Regions from separate parts of the Canis lupus genome. Here regions 1 and 3 are each linked to region 2. Evidence: chromatin contacts called from public Hi-C data. All regions are on one chromosome and are shown on one strand. Each heading gives the region's core, a stretch centred on a gene start, on an enhancer-like site or on the middle of the called end of the contact. The rest is flanking DNA. Distances are from core to core; before and after follow the strand shown.

Evidence for each region. Hi-C and Micro-C count contacts between places; a contact is called where the count stands out from the background.
Region 1: a contact with region 2 is called in a Hi-C map of liver, with 4 times the contacts expected there. The contact joins two enhancer-like sites. A contact is called at or near these places in 5 of 9 Hi-C or Micro-C datasets (amygdala, blood, liver and 1 more).
Region 3: a contact with region 2 is called in a Hi-C map of skin fibroblasts, with 5 times the contacts expected there. The contact joins the promoter of LOC482987 here to the enhancer-like site in region 2. A contact is called at or near these places in 2 of 9 Hi-C or Micro-C datasets (blood and skin fibroblasts).

The regions. Positions count from the first base shown.
Region 1 is chr17:15,468,905-15,473,035 of UU_Cfam_GSD_1.0, reverse strand. No RefSeq gene overlaps it. Among named protein-coding and RNA genes, the nearest start is that of RHOB, 13 kb to the left of the region's middle. Within about 2 kb of position 1,280, at least 5 of the 20 cell types and tissues checked have an H3K27ac peak or open chromatin away from gene starts, as enhancers often do. A contact at or near this core is called in liver, where this site is marked.
Region 2 is chr17:15,645,929-15,649,978 of UU_Cfam_GSD_1.0, reverse strand. HS1BP3 (HCLS1-binding protein 3) reads left to right here. Exons shown (of 7, transcript XM_038560874.1): 3 at 3,180-3,387. Among named protein-coding and RNA genes, the nearest start is that of HS1BP3, 7.6 kb to the left of the region's middle. Within about 2 kb of position 1,493, at least 2 of the 20 cell types and tissues checked have an H3K27ac peak or open chromatin away from gene starts, as enhancers often do. A contact at or near this core is called in liver, where this site is marked.
Region 3 is chr17:15,441,758-15,445,662 of UU_Cfam_GSD_1.0, reverse strand. It overlaps LOC482987 (b(0,+)-type amino acid transporter 1-like), which reads right to left and starts at 2,032. Exons shown (of 6, transcript XM_038560870.1): 1 at 1,234-2,032. The coding sequence starts at 1,986.

The DNA of each region.
Region 1 (4,131 bases), core at 31-2,530, 180 kb after region 2:
ACTACTCCAAGGATAGTCTCAACCCTGCCCCTTCAGACTGGATAGTTGTGCAGGACAGGCCACAGAATGGGACTCACCAGCAGAGGTGGTGTCACCACAGTATCATGGGTGGAATGGATTCTGAGCTGCCCAGGAGAGTCCATACGGAGCAGAGAGAATGTAGAACACTCCAACATCCAGGCCAGCACCCAAGGGAAGACCTGGGGAAAGGCAAGGCCCTTCGGTGGGCTCCCAGAATCATGAGAGGCTGCCCAACAGTCCCTCCAATCTCTGTGAATCAACTTCCGCCACGTTCCTACTCATGGTTAGAGGAGAGCAGAGGGCAGCACATCTCAAATGGGGAATGCTCTGCAATCTCTTGATCACAGTTGAATTTAGAACTTCCTTTTAAACTTTTGGCTGATGTTCTTGAAATGCAAACAAAGTAAGTCCCTAGAAATAATAATGCCAAGGATGATTATAACAGTAGGTTTCATAACTAAGTTTGGGGACATAGTGTTAGCTACTGTTAAGTTCTTGACATGTGTTATTTCATCTTATCGTCACAACAAGCCTGAGCAACGTGTCAATATTGACAAAAGGTGTTAATATTGACAGCCTATTCAGTAGCCTCCTCCTTCTCACTCCTTTTGAGGGGATTCTGGGTTTGCTTGCTGGACCACAGGCTCTTCCTCTGATCATTAGTGGGGAGTAAATTGAAAGGAGCTGAAAGGCTGAATTGACTTACATTTTTGATGGTCCTGGAGCTTCTTCCAGAAAAAAACAACTTGTCCAGAGGTCAGAAAAGTGGTCAAGAGAGAAGTGGGGATAAGAGAAGAGAATTTGGTGACAGGCAGCCTTGAAGACAGAACTCTGGGGAATTTGCTAGGTTAGGAGGACGTTTGGGGGGGTGGGGGGGCGCCTGGGTGTCTCAGTGGTTGAGCATCTGCCTAAGGTTCAGGTCGTGATCCCAGGGTCCTGGGATCAAATCTCACATCGGGCTCCCTACAGGGAGCCTGCTTCTCCCTCTGCCTGTGTCTCTGCCTCTTTCTCTGTGTGTCTCATGAATAAATAAATAAATAAAATCTTTAAAAAGAAAAAAAAAAGAGGATGTTTAGGGAATTTCTATTATGTGTTTTATACTATAGCTCCCCTTTGGCACTTCTTTGGGAGATATATTTATATTTATATTTATATTTATCTTCAAAAATCTTTTTCAGCTGGAGTTATGTATCCTCTAGAAGCGACAGAGCTGAGCTAGAACTGAGCCAGCCAGTTTTATTTGTACTAAACTATTATTATCCTACCAGTTAGAGATAAAGAAGCAGAGATTAGAGAGTTTAAACCACTTGCCTAAGGATGCACTGCCAGTAAATGTCAAAACCAAATTCCATTGAGCAATCTGTGCTGGTGGACAGCTACCACCTACTACGGTGGTTGGAGGACCATGAAAACGCATTGCTATTTCTAGGCTCGTCTGGGTCAAGGGTTTTCTAGTTGCCCCATCACACACAGGAGTGACTCCAGAACTCTTGGGTTGTGAATACCATTTCGTTCACTCCCTTCCTGAAGCATGTTTCCTAAATCGTCCCCCATCCTCCTTTCCCTCCCCACTTCCAGAAGCAGGCCTCTAGATGTGCTTCTCCAATCAGGCAGTGTGTCTGCACAAGTAAACACTCCATGATGTCTTCATCAAGCTTTGACCTTGCACCTTACAGCCAGTGGCTGCCATGGCTAATGAGAGCCTGGCAGGCCTCTCAGGGCACAGCCAGTACAGGAAGTCCTGCCAGAATCATTCACTCCCTCTGTAATCATTTCTTGAGCTCACACTGGGAAAACAGCACTCCCTGGAGGCAATTCTCTTTCCTTTCTCTCTGAAACCCTCCCTTGACTTAAAGCTCTATTGTCATAAAATAAAATTAGGCATGCCATGGACCTCTTATGTTGTATTACTTCACCCCACGTGGTGGCAGAGGGCTGCCAGGAAGCCAGTGTTGAAGTGATTAGACTGTAGGAAAGATAGAACTGACCGATAGGAATAGGGAAGGGGGGGCTTTTATATTTTTTATCACATAATGGTTCAAGCATAAGAAAAATATAAAGAATAAATCTGCTACCCAGCTTTCGGCAAAAAGAAAAAAATCTGCTGTGAATTTCTCTAAAATATACCAAATCATTTTGGTACAGATGACACTACGGGGTACCCCTCCTCAATCCTGTTCCTCACCCTCCTTCTCTCAAATATGTTGTTTAATATCCCCACGCATATATTTATTCATTTAGTAGACACAAATGTGTCTTAAAGATACATGGTAGTGTTTTGCATGTTTTAAATCTTTATACAAATGATGTTGTGCTTTATAGAACTTCTGCAATTTTCTGTTTTTATTCAGTGCTTTTTTTTGAGATTTGGTTATGTTAATACATGAAGTTCTTATTCATTCATTTTGCCTACATGGTATTCCACTTTGTAAATATTTATGCATTCCCTTGTTGTTGGGCATTTGGGCTATTTCCAAGTTTTTTCTGCTACAATTGTTTTTAAAAAGAGACAACAGCTCCAAATGGAGTTACTTGTGCTTAAGCCTCATGTCAGCAAACCAGACTTAACATCTAACCTAAATGTAGTTTCAGCCTCTCCAAGGAATGTAACCTTCAGGTTGATCTGAAATTACCCTAGTAATTACCCTAGCACTAGTGAGGTAATCTGCTCAATAGACCCCTTCCAAGCCCCGTAGGGAAGTGACCTTGCCTGAAACAATCCACTCTTTGCTAGAAACGTCCTTTTCCTGCCACCTTCTGCCTGTAAAAGCCTTTCATTTTGTACAGCCCTTCAGAGCTTTCTTTGATCTGCTAGATGGGATGCTGCCTGATTCATGAATTGTTAATTGAAACCAATTAGATCTTTAAATTTACTCAGTTGAATTTTTTTTTTTTAATTGCTGCACTGACCAATTGGATAGGCCAATATGTACATACAGAAGAGTCTCTAGGAAATAGGCCTTTGTCACAGGAAGGAGCTTTTCTTTTTTTTTTTTTTTAATTTTTATTTATTTATGATAGGCACACAGTGAGAGAGAGAGAGGCAGAGACACAGGCAGAGGGAGAAGCAGGCTCCATGCACCGGGAGCCCGACGTGGGATTCGATCCCAGATCTCCAGGATTGCGCCCTGGGCCAAAGGCAGGCGCCAAACCGCTGCGCCACCCAGGGATCCCGGAAGGAGCTTTTCATAGGACAAGAATCTTAGGTTACATTTCAAATTTAGAAATTGCAGCCAAGGGCATATGAAATGAGCACAACGACCCTACCTCCCACTTCCACCCTGGGAGCTCCACATCCCTGTTGAGTGAATATAGCCATCATTCCAAGAATATGGTTCCTGACAACACCCTTCCATCCAGACTCAGTGAAAGGCACACATATAGATGCTACTGTGAATCATTTATCTTGTCTGTTTTCCCTTTGGATTTATAATTGGAAATAGTGAAATTCTGGAATGTTCTGATGATTCAGACTGAGTGTGACAGTGAGAGAGTCAGGATGGAGGGCATGACTGTTTAGGGAAAAGGAAATGGATTAATATGCAGAAATTAGCAGGACTAATGTTCCACTCAGCCATTTCTGTGCAATAAGGCACCCAGCAAAGATTTATTATTCTCCCAATTACATGGGTTCCTCTGCTGGTCTTCCTGGCCTTGCTCAGGCAGTTAGTTTCATCAGCTGAGCAGGAAGGCTCAAGAGGGTCCTACTCACATGTCTGGAAATTGGTGCTGTTAGCTGGGTCCCCTTGATTCCTCTCCATTTGGTCCCTCACCCTCTAATAGGATAACCCAGCTCCCTTACACAGTGGTTTGGGACAGCTTTCCAAGAGAGTCAAAGTGGACATGGTAAGGACTCTTGCAGGCAAGGCCTACAACTTACATAGCCTCACTTCTGCCCAATTCTATTTGGCCAAAGAAAGCCACGAGTCCAGTCCCCATTTAAGAAGAGGGCAAGTTGACACCCCTCTTGTTAGGAGGAACAGCAAGGTCCTGGAACATTGAAAAGGACCATGGATTGAATTGCTTCAGCCATATTTGAAAACAATCTCCCACAACTGAGCAATTCAGGCAGAGATGGAAATTTAACACTCACCACTGAGATTTTAGCTA
Region 2 (4,050 bases), core at 244-2,743:
ATGGAGGGCACGTAGGGAGCCTGACTCATCTTGCAGCCAAGGAGGAGTTTTCAGTAGGGGAGTGACTCCCTGGCCCATCTGGAGGGGAGTAAAGTTGGGTTGGACGGAACCAGGCAGGGGCAGGGACAAGGGGCCCAGGTACGGGGCCAGTGCTGCCCCAGGGGAGGGCCAAAGGCAGGCCGGTCATGGTTGGTGTGAGGGGGAGGCAGACAGTTGTAAAATATCTCCAAGGTAACGGGTGTGTCATCTGCTGACTGACCGTCCATCCGCACCAACGGAAGTAAGGTGCAGAGGGGCAGGTCTGGCGGGGGGGGTGGACTGTGAAGGCCTAGGACACAGGTTTGGGAGACGTCAGCTTAGAGGTGAGGTTGAAAGCCTGGGAGTAGGTGGATGTGAAGGGCGGAGGGGAGGGTTTAGGAGGGAACCCCAGAGACACAGCAGCCCGGGGACAGTCATGGAGAGGGAGGAGCTGCTGAGGCCACGGGGAGAGAAGTCGAGGAGTCACAGGAGCTAAGGGAAAAAAAAGCTTTAAGATAAAGGTAAAATGAACAAGCGCCCTGTGGTATAGACGGGATCAGTAGCCACAGCTTTGCACATGGAGGGTTCTGAATCTCCTGGCAGCCAAGACAGAAAGGGAAACAGTGAATTACCTGGCCCTGGTGACCTGGTAGCAGAGGTATCCCCTTCTCAGGAGATAAAAATGTATGGCACAGGTGTTTCTTTGAGGGATACTTAACACACCGGAAACATCTAAAAGAGCATGATGTCTAAAAGTCTTTCATTTGCTACTTGGATTGACTTTTGGTCAATAATGGAAACAGCATTCTGGGAGCTCTGAGGAGCATCCACGCCAGCCTGCTTGTCCCATGCCAAGGGCCAGCCTTACGTGTGAGGCTGTGCGTGAAGATGTCTCTATACCTCCACGCATCACACCAGTGCCACTTTTCTGACCAGTGACACCCACACCCTGCAGAGGGTGTGTGTGCGTGCCTGCGTGGCCATTCGTGCAGGTGCTTCTCAGGCATTTGAACCACCTGTGAGAGCAGAGAAGCATGCATTTACGCCCCATGAAATCTGGGGATGCAACCCAAAGCCTGAAAATCTCTGAAGTTTTGAGATTTAGCTTAAAAGAAAAAAAGCGTTTTGCATTCTATTTCTGAAAAGGATATACATTTTTTTTTAAAGATTTTATTTATTTATTCATGAGAGACAGAGAGAAAAAGAGAGGCAGAGACACAGGCAGGGGGCCGGGGAAGCAGGCTCCATGCAGGGAGCCTGACACGGGACTCGATCCCGGGACTCCAGGATCACGCCTTGGGCTGAAGGCAGGTGCCAAACCGCTGAGCCACCCAGGGGTCCCCGGATATACATGTTTTAATAGAAAAATGAATTTAATTGCTGATCAGAAAGTAAAACCAGCCCCCAGACAGGGGCACTGTGTACGCTTGCTCTTTGGCGGACTCCACGTGTGCTGGTGGCACAGGCACACACACTCTCGCCAGAGACTCCGGGTAGCAGTGCCGTCTACCCTGCACGTGGACGCGCCAGATAAACAGGAGCTCCCGCCCTCTGCACTCCCTGCCTCTCTCTTAGCCTCCTCTTGCTGCTGTTCAGGCAGCCACATGAAAAGCCCTGGCTTTGGAACACTGCTAAATGTGGGCCCTGGATGGGGTGACACCCTGACTTAAAACTGCCCGCCCCCTCGCACCATCAGCATCAGAGCTCTGGAGACTCAAAGCTTCCAGGCCCCCAGTCCTGGTGGGTCCGGGGGCTGGGCCCGCATGGCGCTGTCAGGCCAGCAGAGGGCGCTCAGCCCTCAGGGTCAGAACTCCGCTCAGGCCTGGGCTGAGTCAGCCTGGCTGGAGTCACCATCCTCAGGAGCACCAGGGATTAGAGCCTGCATCACTTCTGTGAAAGGATCCTCTTACCTTTCCTCGAGGGCTGTTCTCAGGAAAGCTCCAGAGCCAGGCCCTGGTGTTGACAACTGCAGGCTGCAGCCTCCTGTCCCAGATGACCCCTCAGTGTATGTGTGGGGCCCCGGGCGCTCAGATCCTAATTCCGCCCCAAACACCTGCCGGCCTCTGAGACTCTCACAGGCTGGGGGGACTGGTGAGAGTTCTGGTTAGCCAGGGCGCGTGCACTGACACAGCTGTGCACCGGGGTTGCCAGGTCTCATGTCAGCACCTCCACCCACCTGCCTTGGCCCCCTCCCCCTGCCCCCCGCCCCCAGTCCATCGGCCACACCGGCATTTCAGTAGTGCTGTGCTTGCAGACACAGCCCTGGCCTGGGAGCAGAAGTGGGAGTATCCGTGTTTGCACGCTCCATGCCCCATGCTCCCTCGGAGGAGCCGGGGAGACAGGTCTAGCATACAGGGAGAGCACAGGGTCCAAGACAGGGGAGGACGCTGGGAGTGCTGGGGTATGTGGCTCAGGGCAGGGGGCCTCTTAGAGAGCCCACCTTGGGCTACACAGACTACAGCGATGCCACCACCACCCCGTGTTACAGCTGCTCGCTCCACATGAGGCCCGAGCCTTGTGGGGCAGAGACCATGCTGGGGTGACCTCTCACAGAGCAAACTCAGCCGGAAACTGAGTGCGCTCTCAGGGTGACTCGAGTGGCCTGCGTCCCTGGAGTCCCAGGGTGCAGTGGGGTCCTGGCTGACAGCAGCGCCGACAAACAGCCGTACCACAGCTGCTCCTTCTCCACATGAGCACTGTAGGGACCGTCCCCACCAGAAGGCTGCTGCTCGTGCACGGGAGAACCATCCGAGATCTGTGCTGAGAATAGGTGACTCGTGCTGTTGTGGGAAGGTGACCTAACAGCCGGCCAGACCGCGAGGTCACCCCACTAATATGCTGAGGGCCCAGAATGGAGGCAGCCAGCCTCCGTGGTCACCCACGGGCCAGGCCAGGGCCCCTGTGTCGGATGTGTCTACCTGGACCTGTGACAGCGAATGGAATCCACAGTGACTGTATCTTCCCTTTGGCTACTAAGACGTCAGCCATTTAGCCTAGCGCTGCTTGGGGGTGTTGGGAATGGAGCCTGGGGGGGGGGCTGCGGGGTCAGAGAGCGAGGACGCCCAGGCGCCCGTCGGGGCAGCTGTCCGGGCGACTCCGAGTAGCTGTCGGACGGAGCGGGGTGAGGAGAGGGTAGGAGGCACGTGCCCCTCTCATTCCAGGTCTCCAGAAAGTACAGTGAGATTGAGGAGTTCTACCAGAAGCTGAGCAGTCGTCATCCCACGGCCAGCCTTCCCCCGCTCCCCAAGAAGGTCCTGTTCGTCGGGGAGTCCGACATCCGGGAAAGAAGAGCCGTGTTCAATGAGATTCTGCGCTGTGTCTCCAGGGACGCCGAGTTGGCAGGAAGCCCCGAGCTGCTAGAGTTTCTAGGTACCTGAGGCTCCGTCCCGAACCCCGAGGTCTCCGCTGGCCCAGAACGAGGCCTCGCTGCCCTGCTGCCCTGGCCGAGGCGAGTGGTGCCGCGGCCTCTGCCTGCAGCCGGGAAGCTTCCGCCAGCCTCTTGGGGCAGGTGGGCCAGGGCGAGGGGCAGGAGGAGACGCACCGGCCCTCGAGGACTGACCCCACCCATGCCCCTCCCGGCCATCCCCAGAGCCCTCCCAACCCCTCCACACACACACACACACACACACACACACACCCCCGCCCCGCTCGGCCTGGGGACCTGGCCCAGCGATGTGGGTGGGTATGGCCGCCAGAGGCTCCCCCCACGCTGGCCCAGTAATGGGGACCTCAGACCCTTTCAGGCCGTGTCCACAGCCACCTCGTCCCCCTTCCAGTTTCTTCAGCTCTCAGAGGGGAGGATGCCTGGCTGCCAGGTGGCGTGAGAAGTCAGGGAGCTCTCACATGTGAAGTGCCTACAACAGAGCCTGCCGGGCAGGAGGTGCTCTAGAAGGCTGGCTAACACTTACCCCCCAACCCAGCACCCCTGGCGCTGGCCGGGCTCACACAGGTGCCCCGAGGCAGATGAGGTGCTTCTGTGCCTCTGGGCAAGGGAGGGGTCCCCGAGGCAGGTGCTGGGCTCTCCCTGCCCCC
Region 3 (3,905 bases), core at 783-3,282, 200 kb after region 2:
CGTCAAAAATGCTCTACATACAGCTGAGTTCAGCAAATCACAACCTGTGGACCAAATCCAGCTGGCTGCTTGTTAATAAACGTTTACGGGAGCACAGCCACACTCATTTGTTTACCTATAACTTTTTCATGCTACAACAGAGTTGAGTAGTCTTGACAAAGACCTCAATGGCCCACAAAACCTAAAATATTAACTCTCTGGTCCTTTACAGAAAAAGTCGGCTAATCCACGCTATGTGGTGTGGGAGCTTGTCTCACTCATCTTTGGGCCCCTTGCTCTTTCCTGGGATCAGCTTTGAGCCCAGGGCCTGGGTTCCGAAGGAGAGTAGTCTACACCTGTGAACTGAATGAGCCAGTTGGTGTCCCCACCCTGTAGCCCATACCCTGCCCCAGAGCCAACCTGAGCACACACTAACCATTCACCTGAACTGACAGCTGTTGATGGCACTCCATCCACAATGATTATGCCATTTGATACCTTAAAGCCTCATCAGGTAAATGGAGCAGCTAATTATGATCCCGTTTCACAGGTAAGGAACTGAAGCACAAGAATTTATATACCAGAATAAAAGCTTGGTCCCAGGACTCTTGGCCCTCACTCATCTCTCTCTGCTCTTGGACTTCGGTCTCCAAGCTCCTTTTTTCCTCCCAAATTCTCCCAAACCTCACCCCCACTCCCCAGGGAGCCTTTATTGAGAGCTGAGACGTGTAATGACCCCTGAGCCAGCCCTGAGAATGTGGAGGAAAAGACTCAGTTCTCATTCTCTGAGAATTAAAGACTCTTGCAGGAAATAGCAGAAAACAAGTAGCAAACTAAGCAAATATATTTACAGCAAAGGGTTAATTACCATAGTAACTCAAAAGTCCACATGTTCAACTATCAGGACAGATAACAAGCTGAGTCACCAAGCATGGCCTCTCGCTGGTGGTATGACCTCAGAATCACTTCCCCCTTTCTACATCTCATGTGAAAAATAGAGGGGGACTGTACCTACCTCACAGGGCAAATGAGACCCTTGGTGTGATCCGATAAAATTCTGTGCCCACTTGAGAAGTTATGATTCATATAATTCCACAAACAAATTAAGCTAGACAGTGGGCTGGCATGCATGACTGCAAAAAGGGAGCCCCCACTTTCAGCTGATTTCTCATGGTTTTAGTCAGCTCAAATAACAATAATTGGAATTGCTGATGTTTGGAGATTTCACCCTCTGAAGAAGGATCACGGACTCACCTTTGGATTCTTGAGCTCCTCCAATACATAGTTGACATTATTCCAGCCATCAAAGGACCACAGGCCCTGGTAGAAGGCCATGCCGATGCGCCCGGCCTGCTGCGTGGTATTGTGGAAGGCAAACAGAAAGGCTTCCGTGTAGCCACGGCCCTGGCCCAGCACCACAGCCCCACCCCCCACGATGACCAGCAACGAGAATACTTTGGCAACCGTGCACACATTCATCAGCATGGTGGCCAGCCGCGAGCTCCAGCAGTTGACCAACGTCAGCAGCAGGATGCAGATGGCAGCCACAGCCTTGAGCACGGCTTGGGGCATCGAGGAGCAGCCCGGGTAAAAGGGAGCCACTGCATACTCAGCAAAGCTCAGAGAGACGGCGGCAATGGCAGCTGGCCTGACCAACAGCACAAATGTGTAGATAACCAGGAAGGCTGGCAAGGAACCAAAGATTTGCAAGATATAGGCATACTCCCCGCCAGATTTGGGAACCAGGGCCCCCAGCTCAGCATAGCACAGGGCACCCATCATGGCCAGGAGACCACAGACTGCCCAGACCACGAGACTGGCCCCAGGACTGCCCACATAGACCAAGACCCCCTGTGGGGACATGAAGATGCCAGAGCCGATCATACAGCCTGCAATCAGGGACACGGCACTCCACAAGCCAATCTCCCTCCTCAGCCTTAGCCCCGCACCGTCTGGCTCCCGTCCTGCCACCCCCTCACCACCATCTCTTTCCTGACTTCTCTCCATCTCAGGACTTCAATAGCTGTTGTGTCTAGTTGAGCAGAAGCAGATGCTCTGATAGGTAATTGTCTTGTGGGCTTCCTGCAGGAGTTAATGATTACACAATGCTTTGGGAAGGCTGAACCACAGACCAGACAATCAAGGCATGGCATTTAGAAGGGACTGAGCCTTCACTGATCTACCCGTCCCTGTCTGACTCACACTCCAGCACAGGCAATTTGCAGGAGCTATTTGCCAATGTAACCCAGGAAAGATCAAGAAAAGGAGAGAGGGATTTGGTAGAAATCCCTGCTGCTGCCCAATTCCACAACACTGTGTGTGGAATAAGAGTTGGATGAGTGCTCTGTGCCAACAGTAAGAATGCTGAAAAACTGCACATCAGGAACCTAAAAAAAAAAAAAAAAAAAAATCTCTGCAGTAGTTTATCAGCCAAGCAATACAACCCCTATTTTATGAAGATTCCAATTAAAATTTCATGAATCCTAAAAATAAAATAAAACAAAATTGCATGAATCCTGTTTTAAGAAAGAACTAAGATGATCAAAGAAGAGGATTCACATAGTGCAGAACAGAGCCTGTGCCCCTAGCAGGAAGGGAGCAGGTGGTTAAAAGTGAAGTACAAGGTCTGGAATGGGATCCTGCGTTCAAATCCCAGCTCTAGTCCCTCACAGTTGTGTGAACTCAGATGAGGTCTCTGAATCTCACCCTACTCATCTGTCAATTAATCACAGTATCCACCACACATGGTTACTCTAAGGATTAAATAGCATAGTCCATTCAAAGTAGCTCGAATAGTAGATGAAATATAGCAGCAGGCTTTCCTTAAATGTTACTCATTACTATGTGGCAAAGAGTATCATTAGTTCCCTAGTTTCAAATATATATATATAATATATATTATATATATGAATATTATATATGTATATATATTTAAATGCATATTTCATTGGTTTATAAATAATGTTCATTTTAGGATATAGTATATAACTTTTTTGTTAACTCTCCCTTATATTTTTAGAATCTTGAGTTCTAGAACCTTTACCAGTGTTGTGTTAGAAAGGTCACTGAGGACCACCTGAGTGGCTTAGTCGGTTGAGTGTCTGCCTAAGGCTCGGGTCATGATCTCCAATTCTGGGGATTGGGCCCCATGTCCAGCTGCTCAGCGGAGAGTCTGCTGCTCCTTCTCCTTCTCCTTCTCCCTCTCCCTCTTGTTCTCTCTCTCTCTCTGTCAAGTAAATAAATAAAATCAAAGAAAAGAAAGAAAGAAAGAAAGAAAGAGAAGAAGAAGAAGAAAGAAAAAGAAGAAAGAAAGAAAGAAAGAAAGAAAGAAAGAAAGAAAGAAAGAAAGAAAGAAAGAAAGAAAGAAAGAAAATAAAATGTAGGGCCATTTTCTTCAGAAGATCCTGAAGAGAAGGCTGTCCAAGATTCAGAAGGAAGTCCTTCAAGATTCCTACCCAGTAAGAAGAGAGAGGACAAGGCAGGGAAGTAATTAAGAAGAAAAGGAACTGGGGATGCCTGGGTGGTTCAGCGGTTGAGCATCTGCCTTCAGCTCAGGGCGTGATCCTGGGGCCCCCGGAATTGAGTCCCACATCAGGCTCCCCACAGGGAGCCTGCTTCTCCCTCTGCCTGTGTCTCTGCCTCTGTGTGTGTGTGTGTGTGTGTGTGTGTGTGTATGTCTCATGAATAAATAAATAAAATCTTAAGAAAAAAAAAAGAGCTAGAAGAATTAGGAAAAGAAGATAAGAAAGAACAGAGTCCTGGAAGCTCAGGAAAGAAAATCAGCTTCCTTCCTGGCGATAGCTTATGTAACAAATAACCCCTTTCTTCTCCAGGAGCTATTGACAGCAGATACCAACTGCAGAGTCAGAGGACAGTGCACAAGACCAGCCTCACATCTAACACCAATGGAAAGTTTGGAGGTTCCC